3 separate regions of the Drosophila melanogaster genome follow, and all the other regions are linked to region 3. Evidence: chromatin contacts called from public Hi-C and HiChIP or PLAC-seq data. All regions are on one chromosome and are shown on one strand. Each heading gives the region's core, a stretch centred on a gene start, on an enhancer-like site or on the middle of the called end of the contact. The rest is flanking DNA. Distances are from core to core; before and after follow the strand shown.

Region 1 (3,962 bases), core at 1,257-3,756, 100 kb before region 3:
TCGGACAGTTCCCGCGGCGACATCCCAGTGGATTGCGATAGGCGGCTGACGGCGCTGCCGTTGCAACCATTGAGTCCACTAACCACCGATCCAGATCCAGATCCCGATCCAGCAGATCCTCCGCCACTGCCGTTCGAAGACTGATGGGACTGGTGATGGTGGCTAGGGTGCTGGTTTGTCTGTTGGTAATGGGTGGCATGTGGCTGGCTGTGGGCCACCTGGTGGTGCTGCTGGTTCGTCTGGTGGTGTGCAGATGGAGGTGCGGATGGCGGAGGGCCATGGCTCTTGTGGGACATGGACGACAACAGAGCCGCAGCCGTCGATGTCGACGTGGAATTGGTGGCTAGTGAAGACGTTACGCTGGTGGTGCTACTGGCCGAAGCGGTGGGGCCACCGCTTGTGCTGCTGGAGCTGCTGCTGTTTGTAAATCTGCTGCCAGTTTCACCGCGCCGCGTGTGGTTAGAGCCGACGACCATTCTGCACGACAGTCTGCAAGGATGAACAGCATTACAAGTATATTCAAAACGATGTGCACACTTTTTCACTCAAATACTAATACGATCTTAGATATACCAATTCCACCAAACCCAATCAACCCGGCAATTGTCAGCTGTTTTGGAATTTGAATCACTGACAGGTATAAGCTCTTTTATTACATCTGGCAACGCCGCTGTTGTCTGCGAACACGACAAAGAGCGAGATGGACATAAGCTTTCAGGACAAGACTAGGACAAAGGCAAACGTCCTGCACCCATACATACACACTCTCTCACAGGATTGGATGACTTGCAATAATCCTCAATCCGCAAACCATATGTTCCGGCATTTTGCCAATATATTCGCTCCGTTGAAAATGGCCCTAATTTAGTTTTTATTCCTACGGCTTCGCGTTTGAAAGAGAGAGAGAGAGACCGAGAAAGAGGGGGCTTGTAACTGATGTCGTCGACAGCCATCCCTCTCGCTCGCACTTATTCCAAGCCCTTTTAGCCCATGCACACACACGTTTAACAAAAATCAATTAACTTGAAAGCACATGTAAAAAAAAGTATTGATCCACAAAAAACAAAAGGCACTTCGGTAATCCTGGAATACACACACTTACTGCCGAAAATATTTAAAATGAATGGGTACGCGTATATATTTATATGCTGGTGAACAAAAGGCGAGCATAACAAAAATGTCTTATCGATTTGCATGCGCAGCAGACAGTAATTGCAAATCTTGTATTTTCTTGAGTCTGTGCAACAACTGAAATACCTTTCTGGGCATAAACTATCATAAACACAAGTGGGTGGTGCTGGGAAACATCGCTGGAATTGAATATTTGTTTGTTGGTCGATTTGTTCTGAATGGAAACGAATGTCGTTTGCAAATTGCTCTCTCAGCTGTTTACAAACGCATACCACATAACGCAGGTGAGAGAGAGAGGGAGGCATATGCGCAGTGAGAATGGAAGATGAAGGGTTGCCAAGTGCGCAAAGGCTTGCAAATTAAGTACACTTGTGTGCGGGGTAACCGAAAAACGGGTGTTTACAATAAATTTCGCTGGGTGGATGTAGCTTTGTAATTTGAGTTCGCCAATTTTTTTTGTTGTTAACAGCATTTCGAAGCGGTTGCCAACCCTAGACGCTGGCTGGTTGCATGGTAACGAAAAATGGCGGCGCCTGTTACACACACTCACACACACATGCACGCACAGTCTGCTGTGTTTATGCACTTCATGCTGTTCCGATTTTTTTTTTGCACTTTTTCGATTTGTTGTCTGCATTTACCTTAAATGAATTTATTAACTAAGGCGATATTGTGCCTCTCGCTCAATCTCGCAAAACGATGCTTTGTCTGCTGCTTCTCTGTGCGTGTGTCCGTCTCTTTCCACGGCTTTTCGTCGAGACTCACATATACAAACGGCGACACACTGGATTGGAGCTGGACTCCGTTTTGGATGGCTTGGCTTTGGCTGCGTACCCAAAATAAATCGCGCTTGCAGTCCCAAATCATTTTAGTTCTTGACGCCTTTGTTCCACAAAAACTTCCAACCGCCGTCCATGGCTCGTGCTTTCTCTTTCGCTCGCGAGACGCTCCAAAAGTCGCGAGTATGGGAAGAGAATGTATCCCTCGCTCTTTCACGCCTAGAAGCGGCTGTAGCACACACAAGCACACGTAAACCCAGCCGTATGCATATACATATATTCCCTCTACTAGCGAGACGTGTGTACGTGCGTATGTATGTATGCTTTTTTCACTTCTTTCTCCTCTGCGTTCTTTGCACCAAGTGTCGCTGTTGCTATTTGCTACCGCCGCTCCTCTTGACGAATAAGTCGGGACTTGTATCAGCTCTAATTCGGACTTAGTTTACAAAATGCGGCTGCTTTTTTTCCGCGATACTCGGATTAGTGATGTAAAAAGACGTTGATGCTTCGACCACTGAAGTCAGTGCGATATGTATCGATAATTGAATGCCATCGATTGCTACGATTAAAACTGCCACCGCAGTTAGCGGAGACGCTCACCATTCTCTATTCGCCATTTGAAAGTATCGGTGTAATTTGTTTTCAGAGAAATTAATTTCCGTTTACTGTGCAATTCGGTGTGAAAGTGTTCAGATTTATCAATGCGTATTCTGCTTTCGACTTCGCCACCAATCTGTGCTGCAAGTTACCATTACCAGGTCCACCTGGTTCCCGCCAGTTTTCTTTCATTGTGGCTAGTTGTTGTTCGTGCCTTCGATAAAGACGTTTAGAGGTGTTTTTAGAGTTTCGCCATCTGGTCACTATAGCCGTTTCGTTTTTTACGTGAGTATTGTGAATTTGGTGTGTTGATTTATATCTCAGTTGGAGCCTGCGTGGAAATAGTGTCAGTACGTTTAAAGGCATCATCGTAAGGTTAGTCGGAAAACAAATAAAAAGCCTACAAATAGCAAGCAAGAACGCTTTCGCAACCACAAGAAAAACGAACATACGCACGCATCCATCTGTGGTAGAGTCGGCTTGTGTGGGGGTGAGTGGATGTGTGGGTGAGCATTTCTGGAAAGTGCCGTTCTCTATGTTTCGATTCTACTTATCCCTTCATCACCATTTCATCGTTGAATCATCACGAAAGAAACATCGAAAGTGCACAATCGTTTGTTATCTTTGTACGAAAACAACGGTGATTTCCACACAGGCATAACCTGCAAGAGTAATACGATACAAATTTTGATCTGATATGACCTCATTTTAGTCGGTTTGAATTTTAAAGAGAGCGACTCTGCAAACTGCAGGGATATGAACATACAAAATTCACAAATGATTGTTTGCATCCTAGTTGCTTATATTCATTTACACGCATGCTTATATGCTTACATCTGTTATCAATAATTGACGACTTGGTGCATGCGAAGCAAACGCATTGAAATGACTATTGGGATCCACACACTGTTAAAAAACACACTGATTGCACTGCCACACATTTCTCAACTAGAACCTAATGTTTTATACTGAACTTAACTGCAGGAAAGCCCAAAATGCCCAGCATCAAGTTGCAATCTTCGGATGAGGAGATCTTTGACACGGATATCCAGATCGCCAAGTGCTCCGGCACTATCAAGACCATGCTGGAGGACTGCGGCATGGAGGACGATGAGAATGCCATTGTGCCGTTGCCCAATGTGAATTCGACGATTCTTCGCAAGGTGCTTACCTGGGCTCACTACCACAAGGACGACCCCCAGCCAACGGAGGATGATGAGAGCAAGGAGAAGCGCACAGACGACATTATCTCATGGGATGCAGATTTCCTAAAAGTCGACCAGGGCACACTGTTTGAGCTGATATTGGCAGCGAACTATCTGGACATTAAGGGCCTTCTGGAGCTCACCTGCAAGACTGTTGCAAACATGATTAAGGGAAAGACTCCCGAGGAAATACGCAAGACCTTCAACATTAAGAAGGACTTTTCGCCCGCCGAGGAGGAGCAGGTGCGCA
Region 2 (3,969 bases), core at 1,165-3,664, 73 kb before region 3:
GTGTAACAAGCAGAAGAGAGCGTTTCCGACCATATGAAGTTGATATATTCTTGATCAGGATCAAGATCCGAGTCGACCTGGAAATGTCCGCCTATCCATCCGTATGAACGTCGAGATCTCAGGAACTATAAAAGCTAGAAGGTTGAGATTAATCCTACAGATTGTAGGAACATAGACGCAGCGCAATCTAACGTCCACAAGCCGCACAAATCTGCCACGTCCACACTTTTGATAAATGTGTTGATATTTTTTCAAAATTTTATAAGGCCTTTTAAATTTCTATCGATATGCTAGAAAAATATTTATATATTTATTTAATATTGCTGTTTTACTAAAATTTAGCGTATTACGACCATACGACCATGTTTCTGCAAATTTCTCCGCCTTTCGAGAGTTTCAGGGCTGCTGAAATTTCAGCCCTCAAAGGTAGGCTACACCTTTTGCCATTTGATGGGTGAGGGAAACTTTGCTTGGATTTCCGATTTGCGTGTGTCCTGCACTCAATGAGTGTGTGTATGTGTGCGTGTGTGTAAGGCGGCCAAACAAAGGAGTGAAAGTGGCGAAAGCGCTGCTCAAACACCAATACATTTCTGCACCCACACAGTCGCCGAGACTCTGGTCGTTGGTTGAATTTGCCAACTTGTTGCGCAAACGACAAAATTTCCAACTCAAAACAATACGACACATGCGTGGGCAAGGGGGGGCGTGGCTGAAGTTGAGTGCATTTTCCGAGTTAGTTTTGCACATTTCCTCCACATTTGTTCCTCGCCGGCCGAAAGTTGAGGATCGGTTTTACGAGCTCGAGTGCAGTTTACTTACCCTTTAAATAGCATACCGATATAATGCGGACTCCATTTAAAGTTAAAAGTGATTCTTTTGGAAATTCATAGCCCCGCTATGCCATGCCATGCCTCATCCACTGGCCGCGTAATTGTTGTGTTCTTAATTAACTGAAATCGCATTCATAATTTCCCTGCCATCTTGTGTGTGTGTGGCCGCTGGCGATGGGTGCGTGACAGGGTGATAGCAGGAAGGTTCGGAAAACACCCAATTCTCGTCAGTTTGATGTCGATAAAAGCAACATAATTATGAAAACTCATTTTAAAACCCATTTAAGCATATGCCCAATTCGAGGGCTAAAGTTTAAAGCCAACGCATTAGAGGGACTCGATTTAAAATATTGCCAGCTTTTGCCATTAAACAGTAGTATTACCACATGGAGGGAGAACTGTCATCTCTGGAAAGCCAGTTCCTACTGCTCGTTTTGTGAGTGGAGTCGCCGCAGCGCATAAAAAGTTTTAATTGGCAGGCGACGAAGTTGACCTGTGACCTCTGGCGGGACACACACGCCGCACACTCGCTAAAAACACTCACACACAGAACGGCGCGACAACAATTTTTAAGTGCATTTTGAAATGCACATTTTATTTCGCATCCTTCTCTGCGTGATGGCTGCTTCTTCTTCGTCTTCGCCTGTGGAAAATGGGAAAACACGCACACAACTTACAATTGCATTACATTTTGCATACATTTTGTGTGTGCTTAATTTTAATGCGGAGAAAACGCCAAGTTTGTTAGTCAAAATGTGTTGTTAACACACTTAAAAAATGCATGCGCCAAAATAAAAGGCGCTGGAGGAGCAAAATTTGGGGTGGCGTAATCAGAATTTATTTACATATTTGTATATATGTACGTAGTAAGTACATGCATTTTCCATTAAACACTCCTGCAATTTTGGATTGCCAGGGGCCCCAAGTCAGCTGGCGTTGCGCTCAAAGCTCTGGTAACTAATTACATATGTATATGTATATTATTTCTGCTTTTTATTAATCAAAGTATGACGATCCGATACTTTCCGCTCATGCCAGTAGAATTTTTTTTTGGGTTTGAGTATTATTTCATCGTAATACAAAACACAATTAGTGCGCTTTCTTTTTCAACTTAGCCAATCAAACGGCAATTGGATGGCACTCAGAATAGCCCGCTCAAAGTTGAGTGAAGTTGGCCATTTCGAGTGATTGTGCGCTGGTTGTGAGAGGAAACTGCACAGTGAGGCGAGGCTGTCATGTTTGCGGTTTGAGTCCATGGCATTGTGAGTTGGAGCCGAAAATATGTTCGAGGCTCTTAGTTTGGCTGCCAACAAAAAATGTATTTTTTTTATGCTACCTACCATTATTAATATTACTCCAACTCATTTATGTTCTTTGCTTGTGCTTAGTTACTTTATTATCATTTTGTGCCATTTGCACGTGAAGTCTTAATTTTCAGCTACAACCCATTGGCACGCTCCGCGGTTGCGCCACCCACTTCTGTTGACCAGACAACGCGGTCCACTGTGCCAGTCGTCGGCAGAGGCCGAAGCAGCGGAGACGAGAAAGAAGAAGCAGCGCAGCGCAGCAGCGACTGTGACGGGGCAGCGCAGTTCGTTTTGTGCGCGCGTAGTGAACGGTTGTCTTTCGGTTGCTCGTCGGGGAGTTGCAAATTCAGCGACAGCAGCAACTACAAATGGCGACTTGTGCCTGTCGGACCCTCGAGTTCATTGTTAATTGTTAATCGTTGTGGTGCTAAGCGTTGGCCGAACGGTTTATGGGTATATGGTAACCCTGGTGGCAGAAAGAAGAACATACTTGTGTCCAGAAGGAAGGAGGAAAAGCAGTAAGCGCGCACCTTTCGCGTTTCTTTCGCACCGCACCGATCGCGTTTTTTTGTTGGTTTTTGTTCTGTTTTATTACTGATGTTTTGTGTGAAGCAATGCCGCCAAAGAGCAAGGCAATGTGAAATAAGCATTTGTTTATTTCAAAAATTTGATCAATTGTTTCTTAGCCACGAATATGCCAGTCTGTGTCTGTGTGCAAGAATTGCATGTGAAAACAAGTTTGAAAACCGGTCTTAAAGCCTCAAATGAAACAAGGGTTCAAAACAGTGAGAGCGAAAGAGAGAGGTGGTTTTTTTTTTGGTTTTTGCTTTTGCATTCTTATTTTCTCTCCCTCGATTCGTTTTTGATCGCTCCCTCTCTCTCGCTCGCTGACTCGCTCTTTAACCTGTGGCAGGTGTGCCTGTGTGAGTGTTGTGTGTGCGCGAATGGCTGGCACAAAGAAAACTGAAAAAGTGACGTTTAAAATTTCATTCGCTCTTGTATATTTTATATTTTAGCCAAAAAAGATGTGAGCGATGTGTAATTAAAACTAGACTTTTCACTAAAAACTAGAAGAGCGAAGGAAGGCCGCTAAGAAAACAAAGCGAAATCCCAGAAATACGAATACCGAAAGGCAACAACAAATGCTCAAATCTGCGGCGTCGTCGCTGCGTCGACGTCGTCCAAAAACAACAATAACAGCAACATTAGCCATCGAGATGCCGTCGCAGCCGAAGTTGGCGTCTCTGCTTGCAGTGCTGGTTTTGCTCTGCTACTGCGACAGCTGCTTTTTTTGTTACGCGGGTAAGTTTTCGTCTTCTCTATGCTTCTTGTTCTTTTGCGTTCCCTTTAGTTTTGGTTCTTCTTTTTTTTTTACGAAAACAAGTACAAGACAAACAGCCGTGGGAATTTCGAAACAAGAAAAGCCGCACAGAAGGCAACACGAAAAACCCTCGCGCTCGAAATCGAATTTGAATTCGAACGATCGATCGGCTGCACTTACGCCACTTTTTGATTTGCTGCTCCCTTTTGTCCACTAATCAAGAGTAGGGTGGGCAAACTCGCATTCTTACACTGAATTCACAATAAACAACGGTAACTCACTGTTTTCTGTAAATAAATTGGAGTATGATTATTAGAAATTGATTTGTAATAGCTCCATATGCGGAATGTTGCTTCTAAAAACAAGTGAAACAACATGTAGTCAGCGTGTGAATATTCTGAGCTTAGCTTTTTTTTCATATTTTTTTTTTTATATTTTACCATAAGTTCCCTGTAAAAATGCACTTACCGAAGCTTTGGTTTCAGAATTCTGGTTCAGTTTTCCATAAATG
Region 3 (4,255 bases), core at 998-3,497:
TAGAAAAGTAGGAATGATTTTGTGGTACCCAGTTCTGGGACGATATACGATTCCTAGGAACATTTTGCGTGAAGACCCCAGCAAAATAATATCACAAAACATTTTCATTTTCTTCTGCTCGTCGAGACATGATGATTTAGCAAATTTATAAGAGCAAATGAAAGCAAATAAACGAAGAAAGCGCCGGAAGGGGACGGGGACTAGCTGGCGACAAGAGGGAAATTAGCACAAATACAGTATATAAATACACACATACATAGTTCACACTTCCAGTTTTGCGAAAACAAACAGATACTTGCAGTCCAGTGGAAACTTGAGTGATTTCGAGTAGGTGTTGTGCCAATGCCAATCAGTGTTTTCAATATTAGTAGTAAATAACTTATGATGGTCAAGCTGTTCGCAGTCCCTTTTTTATATTCCACTTCTATTTATCTTCTGCTTGTATTCCCAATATCTAGGTGCACTACAATGGCGTCTTCGATTGCTTCGCCAAGATGTACCGCCACGAGGGCATCTCCTCCTACTGGAAGGGCATCATGCCGCCAATCCTGGCCGAGACGCCCAAGCGGGCCATCAAGTTCCTGGTGTTCGAGCAGACGAAGCCGCTCTTTCAATTCGGCTCGCCCACTCCCACGCCGCTGACCTTTTCTCTGGCTGGACTGACAGCCGGCACACTGGAAGCCATAGCCGTGAATCCCTTCGAGGTGGTGAAGGTGGCCCAGCAGGCTGATCGCCAAAAAAAGATGCTCAGCACGTTCGCCGTGGCCAAGGGTATCATACAGCAGGACGGATTGGGCTTCAGCGGCCTCAACAAGGGCATCACCGCCACCATGGGACGCAATGGAGTCTTCAACATGGTGTACTTCGGGTTCTACCACAGCGTGAAGAACGTGGTGCCCGAGTACAAGGAGAGCCATTTGGAGTTTCTGCGCAAGGTGACCATCGGCTTCCTGGCCGGCACTCTGGCCTGCTTCGTCAACATCCCATTCGACGTGGCCAAGTCACGCATCCAGGGACCGCAACCGGTCCCCGGGCAGATAAAATACCGAGGAACCCTCAGCTCCATGGGCATCGTCTACCGCGAGGAAGGATTCCGAGCGCTGTACAAAGGGCTCGTTCCCAAGATTATGCGTTTGGGCCCAGGTGGAGCTATTCTGCTGCTGGTCTTCGAGTACTCCTACGATTACCTGCTCCACAACTACTCCTAGTCCTTAAGTCCTCAAGAGGCAAGCGCCTTCTTTGTTTTTTTGTATAATAGTAAGTCGATTAGTCGCGATCAATGCCATCAAGGGGATGCTACTCTTCCGATTGTGATTCGTCAATAAATGTATTTTTACTTTGTGTTGAAAATAAATAATCAATGATATTTTTAGAAAATTTTTAAATTTAAATATGTAAATTTAATATGTAAATTTAATATGTATCCTGCAGCAGGCGAAATGACGATCTTTCTCGTGCAATCAAATTACAAAAGTTCTCGATTTACGGCACCAGGCGCGCAAAAAGATCACCGCGTGCCAAACAGTCAGCTGATCAGTCTAATAAGCGCTTTCTTAGTGATGCCCGCGTGCCTCTTAATTCGGGAACCCACCCATGTAATACCAGGGACTTTCGTGCCTATCGTGCTAATTCGTGACACGAACATCAAGAACATCTAGGCCGCTCATCACTGGTGTGCGCTCTGTTTAAAATTAACGGTTGTGCCGCTTTCCTATTGGTCAATTGGTAACTGGAAAGATCGGAAGGGCTGCCAGCAGCAGCTTGCTAGGGATTCTGTTGGCCTAGTGTCTGGGACCCGACAGTTGTCATTTTGACTGGGAAAAATGTTCTCCGTCCGACGTAAATTTTGTCAGAAATTTGTGAATATCAGTGGCTGGACACCAGGCAAACAAAAATTGCCACATAGGGCAGTAATCATAAAGTAACTAACGGTTTCTTTCCATCTTTGGCTTTGGTCGAATGGGGTGACTGGAAAGGCGTAAGGCGCAGCCATCTTTAAAAGGATCAGCTGTTTTAGTTAGTTTGAGCGGACAGCTGGCACCTGTTACCGTTTCTGTTCGCCTGGTGTCTGAAATCAGAAAACTTAGCAATTTGACACTGAAAAGGGTTGCCACATTTAATTGCAGCCCGAAAATGTCCCTGAAAATGTCGTACACGGTGCATGTATTCGCTAAATGTCTAGTGAAGACACAGACCGACAAGTATTTTGCACCTTCCCCAGCCTGGTCACATAGCAAAAAGTGAAATCAAATAACAGTTTTTACCAATTAAAAAACTTGTTTTGCGGACAAACTACGCGAGCAGCTGAAAACGAGCAGAAGCATCCAAAACGGGTTTCGGTAATTAGCATGCACATCAGTGACCGATGATCTGCATTGACGTATTTGCCGTGTTTGACATTTATGTAGTCTTGTCTCCACTCGTCTAAGGGTGAAGCACTAATCCGGATCACATGATGGCCTCCAGTGGTGGCGCCTGTTCCCCTTTCGCCTATGTGGCCTGGGCGCTGTTTGCCTTGTTGCTGACGCACGGCGGAGACAATGTTGTGGACGCCCGGCGTAACCAGGGCAACCAGCGGAAGACCTCCTCCTCGTCAAGCTCCTCCAACTACGGTCACGTGACGCAGCCCAGCTACAACACGAATGGCCACGCCGCCGGGAACTCTCATGCAGATGTGGCCAAACTGAGTTACCCCAACTACAACTCGCAGCCGAATCGACCAATGGCCGCGGGCTCATCAGGGTCCCCAGGCTCCGCCCCTCAGCCAGGTTGGAATGTGCCGCAGGGTCCGCCGCCCGCCTACTCCGCTTCCAACCCCGCCGGAGGAGCCCGACCCAACATGCACGAGCCGCCGCCAGCCTACCATGCCCCCAACTACGGAGCAGCTCCTCCCAACTATGGAGCCGCCACCGGATCGAATGTCCATCAGCCGCAGTACTCTGGAGTGCCAGCTGGAGCCACCTACTACCCGGCTGCAGGACCCGGCAGTGGCTATTCCCCCAATATCCCCGCTGGCGCTACATACTATCCGTCCGCCGGCCATGTTCCCATGGGCGGTGGCTATCACCCAGCTGCTGCTCCGCCTCCGGGGGCCACCTACTACCAGGCGGGATCTGCTTTGCCGCCCGGAGCCACCTATTATTCTGCACCACCACAACAGTCCTCCTCTGGCTTGGGCTTCGGTAAGACGTCTAACACGCAGTGTATCACGATCCCCTGCAGCAATCTTCTGTTGCTGACTCATATTTGCTTTAAGTGCTCACATAAATCGTGTAAACGCTTGTTGTTTAAGTGACACACCTGTTTTTGCGCTTCAATGTTTAATTTCTTCGCAGGAACTGGACTGCTTGCTGGCGGCTTGGGAGGTGCCCTGCTGGGTCACGCCCTCACTCCCTCGGGAGGCAGTTCCTCCTCGCAGCCGGTTGCCGCAGCTCCAGCTGCTGGTCAGGATCGCATAATCATCATTAACAACGGCGTGCCAGTGAATGCCAGTGATGGCACCACTGTGATAAATGCAGCAGGTGTGGCTGCTGCCCCGGGAGCAGTTCCAGCGGCCCCAGTTCCCTCTTCCAACACCACCCAAGATGCCCAACAGCCAGCCGTACCCATGGCACCAATGCCCTTTAATCCAGAGACCTCTAACATGACCGCGCCGGACCCAGCTGCTCCCCCACCGCCTGGAGGCATTATTTGTGTGCCCACCAAGGTAAACGAAACGGATCCGGCTGACAGCACCAAGATGATAGAGGTGGAGAAGATTGCCTGCTACCCGGCACCCCCGCCACCAGCTGCTTCCGCCGGCGAGGGTCCAGCACCACTGGCGCCCATGGCCGCTGATCAACCAGGATCGCAGCAGGTGCAGCAAGTGCAGCAGGCACAGGATGTCGCCGCTCCAATCCAGGCATCCGTTCGCTCCCACACCGGCGGAGCTCGGGCCTTGGAAGGATTGACCATGCGGACCCTTCTGCTCGTGCTTATGAGCGGAGTGGTGGCCAAGCGGCTCGCTGGCTTTTAGAGACCATGCTTCTGGAACGTTCCACTGTGCACCCACTCAATTACCCGACTACCTACTGTACCTTCCTCCCCAGCTGTTGTGGCCTTGGCGCGCATATTTGCGCTGACCAACATCGATAATTCCAGGCGCTAATTGGACAAAAACTCTTGAATTATGCCGTACCATCTCCGACTACAGTATTTGTGGATAAACAAGCTGGCTTCCCAGTCAAAAAGCCCCCTTTTCCAATTTGGCCTTCAA

What was found. A called contact is a pair of places that touch in the nucleus more often than the background predicts. HiChIP or PLAC-seq counts read pairs in DNA pulled down with a chosen protein or histone mark.
Region 1: a contact with region 3 is called in a POLR2A S2P HiChIP or PLAC-seq map of the Kc167 cell line, with 4 times the contacts expected there. The contact joins the promoter of SkpA here to the promoter of CG5273 in region 3. A contact is called at or near these places in 13 of 107 Hi-C or Micro-C datasets (the Kc167 cell line, the S2 cell line, brain and 5 more) and 2 of 6 datasets of contacts at active chromatin or transcription factors (both in the Kc167 cell line).
Region 2: a Hi-C map of the Kc167 cell line shows a contact between it and region 3, with 2.7 times the contacts expected there. The contact joins the promoter of sdk here to the promoter of CG5273 in region 3. A contact is called at or near these places in 1 of 1 datasets of contacts at CTCF or cohesin (the Kc167 cell line), 30 of 107 Hi-C or Micro-C datasets (the D17-c3 cell line, the Kc167 cell line, the ML-DmBG3-c2 cell line and 15 more) and 4 of 6 datasets of contacts at active chromatin or transcription factors (the Kc167 cell line and the S2 cell line).

The regions. Positions count from the first base shown.
Region 1 is chrX:653,608-657,569 of dm6, forward strand. SkpA (SKP1-related A) reads left to right here and starts at 2,507. Exons shown (of 2, transcript NM_166858.3): 1 at 2,507-3,177; 2 at 3,492-3,962. The coding sequence starts at 3,503. It overlaps Hmt4-20 (Histone methyltransferase 4-20), which reads right to left and starts at 2,426. Exons shown (of 3, transcript NM_130497.4): 1 at 1,773-2,426; 2 at 1-489. The coding sequence starts at 476.
Region 2 is chrX:684,420-688,388 of dm6, forward strand. It overlaps sdk (sidekick), which reads left to right and starts at 2,415. Exons shown (of 15, transcript NM_134315.4): 1 at 2,415-2,707; 2 at 3,154-3,439. The coding sequence starts at 3,280.
Region 3 is chrX:757,347-761,601 of dm6, forward strand. CG5273 reads left to right here and starts at 2,248. Exons shown (of 3, transcript NM_166863.4): 1 at 2,248-2,339; 2 at 2,430-3,182; 3 at 3,336-4,255. The coding sequence starts at 2,453. The coding sequence ends at 4,015. CG5254 reads left to right here. Exons shown (of 3, transcript NM_001297830.1): 3 at 459-1,373. The coding sequence starts at 495. The coding sequence ends at 1,208.